Regions from separate parts of the Sus scrofa genome. Here region 1 is linked to region 2. The links are chromatin contacts, called in public promoter capture Hi-C maps. All regions are on one chromosome and are shown on one strand. Each heading gives the region's core, a stretch centred on a gene start, on an enhancer-like site or on the middle of the called end of the contact. The rest is flanking DNA. Distances are from core to core; before and after follow the strand shown.

What was found. Promoter capture Hi-C pulls out the DNA fragments that hold promoters and counts their contacts.
Region 1: a promoter capture Hi-C map of liver shows a contact between it and region 2, with 5 times the contacts expected there. The contact joins the promoter of C3H16orf72 here to the promoter of EMP2 in region 2. A contact is called at or near these places in 1 of 5 promoter capture datasets (liver) and 1 of 47 Hi-C or Micro-C datasets (skeletal muscle).

What each region holds. Positions count from the first base shown.
Region 1 is chr3:33,653,220-33,659,510 of Sscrofa11.1, forward strand. It overlaps C3H16orf72 (UPF0472 protein C16orf72 homolog), which reads right to left and starts at 2,119. Exons shown (of 4, transcript XM_003354616.4): 1 at 1,427-2,119; 2 at 679-759. The coding sequence starts at 1,652.
Region 2 is chr3:32,447,227-32,453,983 of Sscrofa11.1, forward strand. It overlaps EMP2 (epithelial membrane protein 2), which reads left to right and starts at 3,276. Exons shown (of 5, transcript XM_021086642.1): 1 at 3,276-3,414.

The DNA.
Region 1 (6,291 bases), core at 869-3,368, 1.2 Mb after region 2:
ACCTTCACATGGGGGCGGGGAGGGGATTAACTGCAGAAAAGCACTACCATGAAACACAAATCAACTCAAACTCCGATCACAGATCTCCTGCCAACGAAGTACAATTGGTTTTGAAGGCAAACATCCATGACTTGCTAGGAAAAAGCAGGGTGCTAATATGCGCACATATTATTCCAATTAGCTACTTTTCGACGCACTTAAATGCTATGCCACCACTATTCTGGGAATTGCCTAAACTCAAAACCTTTTCCAAGAGATGCTTTTCCACCAGTGTGCCTTCCACCTCTCTGTGAGACATAAATTCTTCCCAGGGTCTCCAGCTTTGAGCTTTTCAACCTCGACACTACTGCCAGGGCCGACGTGGGAGTGGGGAGGCTGTTTCAGCACCACAGGATATTCAGCAGCCTCCTCTAAATGATGACACCCACAAATGCCCCCAGACATTGCCAAATGTCGCCGAGGGGGGACAAATGCCCCCTAGCTGAGAATCGGCTATCTAGGTATATACCACCACCGGTATTCTCTAGTTGCAAGCTATTAATGGCTGGATTCAGGAGCAGAAAACACTCCTCGACCCGGGGCCAGGTCAAGGTGGCCAATGCCCTCGGAACGCCGTACTTATCCCCTGACTCAGGCTGCCCTTCCCCTTAGTCGGCAATGCAGCAAGGTTAGCGTTACCTTTGTAGAGGTTGGTGACAGCGGTGGCTGCGTTTTGGAAGGGGACCCAGAGAGAAAGTCCTGGCTGCTGACACACTCGGTCTGAAAGACGACAAAAAGAGAAAAAAAAAAAAAAAAAGAAAGAAAGAAATGCACAAAGACGGGGCGAGGGGGGAGGGGGGAGAGAGAGAGAAAGCAATGTTATTTGGGCGTCAATCACTCCGGAACGGCCATATTAGGTTTCGCCATTTTGTTCAAGGTTTTCGGGATCCCGCACTGGGTCGGGGGCCGGCAGGAAGGGGGTCGCGGCGGGCGGCCAGGGGGGGACGCGGGACGCGGGGCGCAGCCGGGGCCCAGGCGCGGCGGTGGGAGGCGCCCCCTCAAAGTCCCCGCCCCGAGACCGGCTCCGGCACAATAGGCCGCCCCGGAGCCTCCCTTCGCCATTTTGTGACCGGGGGCCCCTCCCCTCCCCTCACAGGCCCCGGGCGCCCGGCGGCCCGGCCCCAGAAGCGAGGGGCCCCCCGGGCGGCCCCCAACGCAGGAGCCCCCAGCGCCCGCCCCGGGCCACCCCCCGGGCGCCTCCCGACGGCCCGCCTCCCGCGACGCCATCTTGCGGGGAGGGGGCGGCAGGGCCGCGACGCGACGGCCGGAGCCTCGGAGACCGCCCAACCCCACCGCCAACCCCGGACTCTCCGCCGACCGCCCGACAGCCGGGCCCTAGGCGGCGGCGACGGGGGCGACGGCGCAAGATGGCGGCAGCAGCCCTCACCTTTGTAGAGCTGGGCCACGGCGGTGGCCGAGTTCTGGAAGAGGTGCCACAGTTTCTGCTGCTTGTGCTCGGGCTGCGCGGCGGCCGCCGCCTCCTCCTGCAGCTCGGGGGGCAGCTGCTCGTCCTGCTCCGCCTCGGCCAGGCACTGCCGCTCCCACTTGGAAAACCAGTGCTCGGGCCCGTGCTCCTGGATCTCGGCCTCGCCCTCCTCTTTCCGCTCCTCCATCCTCCGCGGCCTCCCGCGGCCTCGCCGCCGCCGCCGCGTCCTCCTCAGGCGGGGCTCCCGCGGGAGCGTCGTCGTCGAGCGGCCCGGTGGCGGGGCCCAGCGGCCGGCGGCGGCTCCTCGCGGCGACCCAGACCTCCTGCACCCCGACGGCCTGCGAGCCCCGCCCCGCGGCCCCGCGCTGTCCGGGACGACCCCCGCCCCGAGTCTCCCTACCCCCGGGCCCCGCCGAAGGTCGCCGCGGACCGGATGATCGCCGCCGCCCCTCGCCTCGCCGGCCTGAGCCGGTCTACCACCACGCCATAGCGCCGCGGCCTCTCTAGGGCCGCCGCCGCAGACCACCGAGACCTCCGCGAAGCCCGGCCTGCGCCACCGAGCCCACCCCGAAGACTGAGGAACGTCTTCGTCGTCGCCGCCGCCGTCGACGCCTCTGCGGCTGCTGGTCACCGCCCTCCCCCGCCCACATGCTGACTGGGGAAGCACCGCCCACTCGGCCCCGGCTCCCCTGCCCAGTTGGGGCGCGCCCACTCCGAGAGCCCCCATTGGTCCGATCCGACCGGTTCCGCGTGCCGTCCCCTGAATATAGAGCCGTGATTGGCTCGTAGGCCTGTCCGCCTGACGTAACCAGTGGGCGGGGGAAAGGGAGTGAAAGTCAGGAAGGATGAAGACTGGGACAGAGGGGAGGAGCTGACAGTGGTTGCGTCGGAGCCAACCGAGGTGGGGAGGATAGAGAAATGCGCATGCGCGCTAGTTGCAGCCGCAGCTGCCAGGCGGCGTGCGGGGGTCACGTGACCTGGCCCCGCGGCCGCACCCCGAGGGGGCTTTTCCGGCGCTTCCGAGGCCCCGGGGGACGCAAAGTCTAGTCCAGCTACTGGGCCCCTGGGACTGAGGGATGTAGTGGGTGACAGCCTCCTACGCCAGACTCTTGGGCTTCCAAAGAGAAGAGGGAAGTGAAGAAGGTGAATGAACTTGCGAAGCGAGTCTTCGTTTATTTCAGAGACCAATTTCCTAGATTAGCAAGTTGAGCCTTGGAGTCCACAAAAAAACTTCTAAGTGGCTAGGCCGGCGGGCCGCCACCACTCACGCGGCTCGCTTCTCGTTGCGTCCAGGGGGCTCTTGCGCCCGCCCCCCACCCTGACCCGTCCCTTGACTAGACCTCTGCGGCCGCGCAGCCGACTCACAAAGCCGAAAATAAACCTCGGCAGGAGAGCTGTGCCTCGGCCAGGCTGCGTCTGTGCCTTCGTGAAGTTGGCGGCCCCCGCACCTGTCCCAAAAAGCACACTCCTGGGCCATGTGCTGCAGCCTGCGTCACGCGCCAGCCCCCGCCTCCTCCGGCCGGGAATCCTCGTGGCCGCGCCAAGTGGGAGGCCGGGTTTCCAGGGGGTTAGTTCTGCGCCGATTTCTCAATCACCTGCCGTGTGCGATCTCCGCATCACCCGGGCTGCGCGCCTCCTGTGGACCAGGCGCCGAGCTGCGCGCTGTGGTCACCAGGCTGGGGACGTCCCAGGGGCTCAAGGTCTGGAGAGGAAGAAGCCACGTAAAGGGGCGATGACCGCACAGATGCAAAACTGGCCCTTAGACTCATACGCTGACGGCGGGGGTACGAGCCACGGGGGCTTGGATAAGTCCCAGGGGCTGCGAAAGCGCCCTTCTACAAAGCGGTTTGGCTGTAAAGCCATCACTTTTGGAAGAAAATCTGACCTCACTGTGGGCTACAAGTCCCGGCAGGATCTGGCCCCGCCGCCTCCTCTGCGTTCATCTGAACTCCACTCTCTGCTTGGCTAGGGCTGCCCAGCCACACTGCCCTTCTTTCTGCTTCGTCAGACCTCCAAGCTCTTCTCTGCTTCAAGGCCTTTGCCCTCGCAGTTTCCTCTCTCCTGCCTCGTCGTCATTCCTCAAGGTTTGGCTCAAATGGCCTGGAAGCAGAGAACGCTTGTCAGACCAGCTGCGTTAAAGTACCTCCCTCTACACTCTCCTGTGGCCTGGTTTTAGTTTTTCATAGCCCGCATTGCTCTCTGAAATGATTTACTTGTGTGCCTCCTCTCACCACAAAGTAAGTTCTTACAAGGCAAGGATCTTGGCAGTCTTGTTCTCTGTTGAATCTTAAGAGATTAGCAGAGGAGGAGTTCCCTTTGTGGCTCAGCAGGTCAAGAACCCAACTTAAAAAAAAAAAAAAAAAAAGAACCCAACTTAGTGTCCCTAAGGATTCGGCTTCTTTCCCTGTCCTCCGCCACTAGGTTAAGGATGCAACGTAGCAGCAAGCTGCTGCATAGGTTGTAGATGCAGCTGGGATCCAGTGTTTCTGCAGACCAGCCGCTGCAGCTCCAGTTGGACCCCTAGCTGTTGGAACTTCCATTTGCCCCTGGTGCAGCCCTGAAAAGAAAAAAAAAATTACTAGGAGAATTACCTGCTGTCCTATTGGATTAAGGACCCGCTGTTGTCACTGCTGTGGTATGGGTTCCAACCCTGACCAGGGAACTTACATTTGCCCTGGGCACAACCAAAAAAAAAAAAAAAAAAAAAAAATATATATATATATATATATATATATATCAGCAGTGTTTTTATAATAAACCATAATGGAATGGAATACTAAAAATATATATAACAATCACTTTACTGTAGAGCAGATATTAGCATTGTAAATCAACTATAATTCAATTTAAAAATAATAATAAAAATCAGTAGTGCTTAGAAAGAAAAGGGGATAAAGGCTATGGCAGAAAGGACATGCCAAGCAAAAGTGGGGGCTTTAGACCAACCTCAGTTCCTTAGTTCATCCGCTAGAATGGGAGGTAGCGGCAGGCAGGGCACCTTGTCCATTTGGTTAGAGGCACACAGCCTGGGTTTGTTTTGTACAGCTACTACAAAAACAATATATTGAGGGAGTTCTCTGGTAGCACAGTGGATTAAGGAACCAGCATTGTCACTGCAGCAGCTCTGGTCATTGCTGTGGCACAGATTCGGTCCCTGGCCTGGGAACTTCCACATGCCACAGGGACAGCCAAAAAAACCTGGGATTCCTGCTGTGGCACAACAGGATCAGCAGCATCACTGGAACGCTAGAAGGCAAGTTTGATCCAGGCTGGCAGAGTAGGTGAAGGATCCAGCATTGCTGCAGCTTCAGCGTAGGTTGCAAGTGCAGCTTGGATTTGATCCCTGGCCTGGGAAACTCCATGGGCTGCGGAGCAGCCAAAAGAACAAAATTAATGATTCTATAATATGGAAAAAAATTTTCAATAGGAAAAACTCTTCAGTTTTTTTTCCTGAAGAGTTTTTGAATAATAATTATCTGAATGTATTGTTACGTTTTGTGTGGTGAGTGAGATTTTTCTGGGACCTACCAAGGTCTTAAATGAAGCTCTGTCGCTCGCTCTCTGTCACTCTTTCTCACACACACACACACAAATGACTCTGGAGACCTGGCTACTAACAGATGATTTTTTTTTTCTCATTCTAAACTGCCTTTTTAAAAAAACTAAGCAATACTGTTACACATCCGCACCTGGTGGGTGCTCGCAGTCAACCTGCAAAAGCTGTGCAGTGAGGCTCACGTGCAGCCACTGTGAAAAGCAGCATGTGCCAAAAACTGCTTCCCAGTGGCAAGTATCGGGAAGGGCTTCCTGGGGAAGGAAACATTTTCTTTTTCCATCCCTTCCTTTGCGGGAGGTGGACTGCTATTTCTACAGTGACAACATCAGATCCTTAACCCACTGTACCACAGGAGAACTCCATTTTTTTGGTTTATTTATTTTTATTTCTTTTTTTTTTTTAGGCCCACACCTGCAGTATATGGAAGTTGCCGGGGTGGGTGTTGAACTGGAGCTGCAGTTGCCAGCCACAGCAATGCCGGATCCAAGCTGCATCTGCAACCTGTGCTACAACTTGCAGCAACGCCATATCATTAACCCACTGAGCTGGGCCAGGGATTGAACCCACCTCTTCATGGATACTGGTCAGGTTCTTAACCGGCTGAGTCACAACGGGAACTCCTCTCTTTTTTTTTTTTTTTTTTTTTTTAAAGCAGCATACACAACACTTGGAAGTCCCCAGGGCCAGGGATCCACCCATGCCACAGCGGCAACAACACCGAATCTTTAACCACCAGGCCACCAGGGAACACTAGGAAGGAAGCTTTTTTTTTTTTTTGTCTTTTTGCCATTTCTTGGGCTGCTCCCACGGCATATGGAGGTTCCCAGGCTAGGGGTCCAATCAGAACTGTAGCCGCCAGCCTACACCAGAGCCACAGCAACTCAGGATCTGAGCCGAGTCTGCGACCTACACCACAGCTCATGGCAATGCCAGATCTTTAACCCACTGAGCAAGGGCAGGGATCGAACCCGCAACCTCATGGTTCCTAGTCGGATTCGTTAACCACTGCACCACGACGGGAACTCCAAGGAAGCATTTTAATTAAGCCATGAAGCACAGGCAAGGCTCCTGGAAGGAAGAAGCCCCTCAGAGTGGAGGGACCCATAGATTCAAAGGCACAGAAATGGAAAAGACTTCAGGAGCCAGGAATGATCTAGTTTGACTTGAACCACATTTTCTTTCTGATGATGCTCAGGCAGTGCCATCCAGTTTGGCTTCCTAGATAATTGTACAGGCACATCCAAGCTGGGTGTCCTTGGGCAAATTACTT
Region 2 (6,757 bases), core at 2,026-4,525:
CAGATTAGCCTCCTAGGCATGGACACCCCAAGTCATTCCTTCTGAGAACTGAAAAGAGTCAATAGGAACAGGTTATAAGAAACTGGAAGAACCTTAAAACGTTCAAGCTAGAAAGGACACACAAGAGATGACTGATTTCTCAAATATATTTGCTCCCCAACCCAGAGCCAACCATCACCACCTCCCAGCCTTCTCCATCATGCCTTCAAGATGCTGTATGTACAGTTCTCTTTCTCCATATGAGATGATCCTTTTATCAACTAGCTACAGCTGTGAAATAGACAGCCCTGATGCCTCAGTGATGTGCAACAGTGGACATCATTTCTCATTCACGTGTCTGAAGCTTGGCTGGAACAGCTCTGCGTCCCAGATGGAAGTTCTGTGGGTCATGTAGGAAAGCTCTGCTTCCATATCTTTCATTTTTCTGGAGCCAATGGGCCACCGGGGGTATATTCTGCATATGCACATGGCAAAAGCGCAGGAGGGCAAGCCCTATCGCCCAAGCACATTCCCAGCCTTTGCGTGTGTCAAGTCTGCAAACCTCTCATTGGTCAAAACCAGTCACATGGCTTAGCTCGAGGCTGAGACGGGAAGAATGCTCTCCTTGCCAGGAGGCTAGAGCTGCAGTGTGGATATACCCTACTGCATAGTGGGCTGAAGAACTGGGACCCAGAACTCAATCGAACACACTCTTACTTTTTGCCCACACCATGTTGAGATTTCAAACCATTAATGAAATACTTGGAGCAGGGATAGAGTGGGTGTGAGGCAGGTTTCTGTCTCCAATCTTCCTGGAGAGACAGGCACATATTTAAAGAGAGAAAACTAGAGATGCAAGTGGCAGGTGGATTGCACAGGTAGGTGGGGCTCTGAAGAAGCCTGGGAAGCAGGTGAGAAATGCAATCGATCATTCCTTTCTCTGAGTCCTAGAGAGGCATCTTTGCTGTCTGGCCAGGTGCTTCCCTGTGTGGGCCACGCCCCACCAGCAGGTGCGTGGGAGGGGATTTTAGGAGGACGCACGGAGTGAGAACAGAATTCCCTTTTCCAATGATCTTGCAATAGTTCTGACTACAAGAAGGAGACTTTCTCCTTCTATGCTAGCGTGACCCTAACACTTGCTGAACTCCTTTTTCAATAGACACTAAACCTCAGGTTCATGGACTCTTTCATGCAATAGTATCTAGTTAGAAAGTACTAACACTGTTTTCTTTGGGCAGTGTTTATATTTCAAGTTTGTCTTCTATTTTTGGTGGTTGGCATTGGTTTCCTGTTTATCACGATGATATAGAGCTTCCTTTTAAAAAACAAATATAGTTAAAAAACAGAGTTGACTTAAAGAAAAATATTAAGTGTATACTAGTTCAGGTGGCCTGTGGATATGATAAAAATCATGGCTGGACCCTGGTTAACATTTTGCAAAGTGCAATGTAATGGGAAGAGGTGAGCCAGGTTCAAATCCAAGCTCCCACCCAAATAGGGACTTTGGGCAAGTTATTGAAGTAGCTTCTCTGAGCCTCAGTTTCTTCATGGGCTGCTGGGTCACACAGATGGCAGGGCTTGTAAAGTAACTGGCACAGAGTGAGGGCTCAGCAAAGGGAAGAAACCCACCTGCTGCAGGTGTCCATTCTGCCAGAGCCTTCTGGGCGTTCTCAGGTGGCCATGGGACAGGCAAGCATCCCCATCCCTGCTGGTGACTGGGCCCTGTATGGCCTCCTCTGTGGCAGCCAGACCCCACTGTCCTCCCCTTTTACGTGGGGCCTCAGCTCAAAATGAACACCTTTCTGCCCCCTCTCTTGCTTGGGAAATGAAAGTCTTGACTAGCCATAGAATATCAGAATTTAAAAAGATGTGGCAGATCAGACACTAGAGCAGCTGAGGGACCTCAAGACTTGGGTCTTGGGGTAGCCCTTTGCAAGGGGCCCCAGATCTCCCTCAGATCTCTAATTTAGACCCAAGGAGGCTCTCTCTTTGCAGAACTCTGCAACAAGATTGAAAAATGTCTGGAGCATTGCCGTCATAGCTCAGCAATAACGACCTTAACTAGTATCTATGAGGATGCCAGTTCAATCCCTGGCCTCACTCAGTGGGTTAAAGATCCGGTGTTGCTGTGAGCTGCAGAGTAGGTCGAAGACACAGCTGGGATATGGCGTTGCTGTGGCTGTGGTGTAGGACGGCTAGCCTGGGAATTTCCATGTGCTGCAGGTGCATCCCTAAAAAGACAAAAAAAAGACAAAAAAAAAAAAAAAAAGAGAGAGAGAGAGACTGGGCATCAGAAAATTTAAGCATGGCTTCTCAGCTAGACCAGCTACTGCACAATAAGTTAGCATTTCTTGAGAGGATTTCTGATTCTTTTGTTAGTGGCACAAGTCCATTGCCTTATATTTTGGGGTGGGTGCAAATAACATTAACATGTTAAATTAAAAGCTTTAAAATATACTGTAATATGCTGTGGTCCTGGTTTGGAATTTCTTCCCTTTTTCAATACAGTAAATTCTCCTCTTCCTGCACACCCCACCGCTGAGGCTCAGGCCCCTCTGGCTTTTTCCTGTAGCCTGCAAGAGCCTCCAGCCCAGAGGAACCCTCTCAGTTTCTAAATGGGGACACTGGGGGCTGGAGAGCAAGACTTGGGGTGGTTTGTCTTTTGATGTTATTTCCAGGGACAATAAATTCCAGGGTCGTGGTTTCAAAAGATACGGCTGGTGTTTTGTGTGCGGGTGTGCCTGGGCGGGGGGCATGGGCTGGGCAGACTCTGGTGGAGTCCTAATGGATCCCTGGTTGCCTGGCCACCTCCCACCAAGGCCAGGGACTCTATGTCAAATAGGAAAAATAACCACAGCTGAGGCTGATCGAGCACTTACTATGTACCAGGCACTGCGCGCCTATGACCCTTGCAGGAAATCAGTCCTATCGTGACTCCCATTTCCAGAGGGGAAACTGAGGTAGGAAAGATTAAGCAGAAGATCCCTAAGTAATGAAAAGTGCTAGGGAAGGGGTTCTAAAGTAAGGATTCCAGAACCCTGGTCCTTAACCCTTACCCTGAGAGAAGAGAACTGGGGAGAAGATGCGAAGGAGAAGGGGAAGCTGGAAACTTCCAGAGTGGGCGCAGCGCAGAGAGCCTTCCAGCTCGGAGGAAGCTCGAAGGAAGGCGGGCTGGGGCTGGGGTCGCTCCCCGGGCTCCGGCCTTTCTCTCCAGCGGCCCCCACCCGCCTCCCGTGGTTCCTCCCACTCCGCTTCCCCGCTCCTGACATCACACCCCGGGAGGCGGGATCGGGAAGGAGGGGGGACGTGGGGAGGAGGCTCGGCGCCACCGAGAGGGAGGAGGGAGGGCGCGCAGTCCCAGCCCAGAGCTTCAAAACAGCCCGGCGGCCTCGCCTCGCGCCCCAGCCGGTCGGTCCGTCCAGCCGCCAGCGCCCGGTGAGTCGGGGTCGCGCCCGGGAGCCGCGCGCAGGTCTGGGAGCTCGGGGCAGGGAGCGCCGGGGCAGCGGGGACGCGAGCGGCCCCTGCACCTACCGGACCCAGGGAGGTGCCTGCAATTGGTAGCGGGCAGGGAGGGGCCGAGGCCCATGGGGCCGAAAAGCCCCTGTCCCTCGGCCAGACTGCGAGGGCGCAGACGTCCCGCCTGCGTCGAGTTCGCTCGGGACCTGGAATTCCACCTCCCCACCCCCGGACTGCTTCCTTCGCCTCTTGCGCCGAGGCGGGCGGGAAAAGTTTGGGGAGGAGTCAGGGCGACTCCCCTCGGTCCCGCCAACTCCACTCCCAGGGCTCTCGGAGTCCAGGCCAGCCCCCCTCTCGTTGCGTGAAGGCCCCTGGCGTCTTGGCGCACGGCCCTCCGCCTCGCCCAGCGCGCGGGACAGGCTGCGCCCGGGCCGGGTCCGTGGGTCCCGTCTCGGCCCCCGCGGCGGCGGCGGCGGCGGCTCCGTGGCGCCCCCTAGCGGCGAGGAGCAACGGCTGTGGGTCTGGGGCGGTGGGGGAGCTGGTGGCACCGCTTGGGTGATCCCCTCTCCACTCTGGTTGGGCTTCGCGGGCTTTGAGAGCGCCATCCATGGGTCCAGAGAACGGGGAGGCTAGTGCTCGTGATAGAAGGACTCTATATTCTCCCCAAATCCAGGGTCCTGAATGCACCCCGGGGAGGGCCTAATTTGGGGCTGGTGTGGGAACTTCCTAGGTGGAGATTAGTTGGGGGCACCTGTGCCCGAGGGAGACCCCCGCAGCGCAAAGCTCTCCCTCTAAGCCACAGAGCTCATCTCTTCCTTCGGAACAAGAATGACAGTCCAGCTTCAGATTTGGGAAAGGGGGCAGTGTCCCTCCCAAGCTCCAAAGCTGTGATGTGGGGTGGAGCGACCTTGTACCCTTGCTGTGTCTAAAATGCAGTGACAAGCCTAAAGAGTGACAGGCAGAAAGTAATAAGGTAAGGGGCCCAGAGAGGGTCTTAAGAAGCCAGTGGCCCAAATACTGTATGATTTCCTGATAAGAGGCACCTGGAATAGGACCCCTCCCAGCGCTGGAAAGGAGGATTGTGGGGCAGAGAGATGGGGGGTTTTGCTTAATAGGTACAGAGTCTTTGTTGGGGAGGATGGAAATTTGGGGTGTAGGTAGTGGCATTGGTTACACGATATTGTAGATGTATTCAGATGCCACTGAATTCTACACTTACAAGTGGTGAAAATGATCAGAATTATGCTTTGTATATTTTACCATAATTAAACCACGAGAGTCTCCAGCCACCTCTATGCTTCAGGCCGAAGGGGTTGGATGTCCCAGAGGCCGCTCCCTGTCACTGGCCACCACTCCCTGGAATCTGGCCTCAGCATAAGGAAGTGGAAGGAAGGGACGGGAGCTGGGTTTCCCCAGGAGTTGGGAAGGGACAAGAAAGTGAACCGAGAGCTGCTGGAGCCTCTGCTGGGCGCTGCACCTGGCAGCCCCCCACAGCATTAGTCGTTCCATCCCCACTCCGGGCTGCAGGTGGGCAAAACCAGGCCAGTGAACCTAAGTCAGTGTCTCAGGGCCCTTGAGCCAGGAAGTTCCAAGAGCCAGATTTGAACTTCCATTTGCATCTCCCCAAGCCCTCCCCTTTTTTCCACCCAGAGGTGCCTCAGTGGGTGTTTGCGGAGTGGAGGGGGGATCCTTCTGGGGAAATCAGGGCCCAGATGCCCATGGGGGCTTTGGCAGATGCCAGGCTCACAGCAGAGGAAGGGACATGGGGGTGGCAGGAGAATGCAGACCTGTTTTCCCACCGAGGGTTATGGGATCCGCCGCTTCAGGCCTGGAGCCACGTCTGTCCGTCCCTCCAGTGGGGAGACTGAGATGCACCTGAATCTGGGGACTGGTGTTTGTGTTGGAAGCCACGGAGGTGGCCCTCGGGACTGGTGAGGGCAGGGCCAGCGGGAGGGGAGGCTCAGGGCTGGCACTGCTGGGCCCCACCCAGGGGGAGGGGCTGCGCCCTCTTCGGGCTTCCTGGCCCTCAGCTCTTGAGGAGCGACAGGGTCCCTTGCATCTAATAGTAAACATAGGGCACAACCGTTCTGTCCTGGCCTTCGTCCCCCTACACACACAAGTGGTTTCTCGGGCCCTTTGTTTCTGGAACATGAGTGTGTCCCCTAGATTTCTTCTCTGCCTCGTGCATCATGTCTTCAGGGCAAAAGCTAAAAACCACATGTCTGTGCGCACAGACGCAATTTTCCAGCAACAAGTGATTCACAGGGAGGCTCAACTGGCCAAATTGTCACCCCAGGCCCACACTGACTCCCCTGCCCTCTGCGACCTTCCTGGTGGATGCCCGGGGGCGGGGGGTGGGGGTGGTGGTGTCACCGCTGGGCCTGGCTCTTTGTCATAGTAAACTCTGCCGCCAGACATGACCGGGAAGGGAAGTCTGTCGAGACAAAAATACATGAATGCCTTTCCAGGCCAATGGGGTGGCAGTGGATTACTGGCCGCTTGGCGGGATTTGTTTAGAAGGCAGGAGTCCAGCACGGGGGCGGGCAGATAATCGTGTGTGTGTGTGTGTGTGTGTGTGTGTGTGTGTGTGTGTGTGTGTTGCAACAAGTGTCCACTACGCAGCTCTGCGGACATGTGGGTTCTCTGATACGGGGTTCAGGGGCTAAGGGGGCCCGGGGGGACTGGGCTCTCCATCCACAGAGGGGTGGCAGCCATCCCCTAAAGGTGGGGTGTGGTCCAGGGTGTGGGGCCTGGGGACCAGAGCCCTTCCAGAAGAGGCACTTAAAGGTCAGTGGCAGGACTTCAGTGCAGGAGGCCTCCGGGACGTCTTACTGGGCTTGGCGATTGGCAGCAGCAGCTGGAACCAGGAACGAGAGCAGCTGGCCCCTGAGATAGAGCTGGGGACCTGACTCTTGGATGTTGGCTTCATTCTTCCCAGGAAAGGATGGAAGGGGAGGTGGGGAGGGGGGAGAGGAGGCTCCCCTTCTCACCCCAGGAGCGATGGACTCGACTGCCTGCAGGAGTTACCCGAAGAATGCAGCTGTGGCAGGGCTGACCCCTGGCGGGAGTTGTCGGATGCATCTGGCTCTTGTTAGGGACAGGCTGAGAGGGAGTCTAAAAATATCCTGCCACCCAGCGAGGGTGCCGGCCTGGTAACCTGACACCCACAGTGGCGGTGGCTGTGGTGTTGGTGATGACGACGGCACTAGCTTTGCTCTGTGTGGAGTCACTGGAACTCTTCCAGGAAGCCAAGCCTTGGGCAGAGGCCTAGAGGAGTGAATGCTGTCTGCATTTAGGGCAGCCATGGGCTAAGATTGAAGAA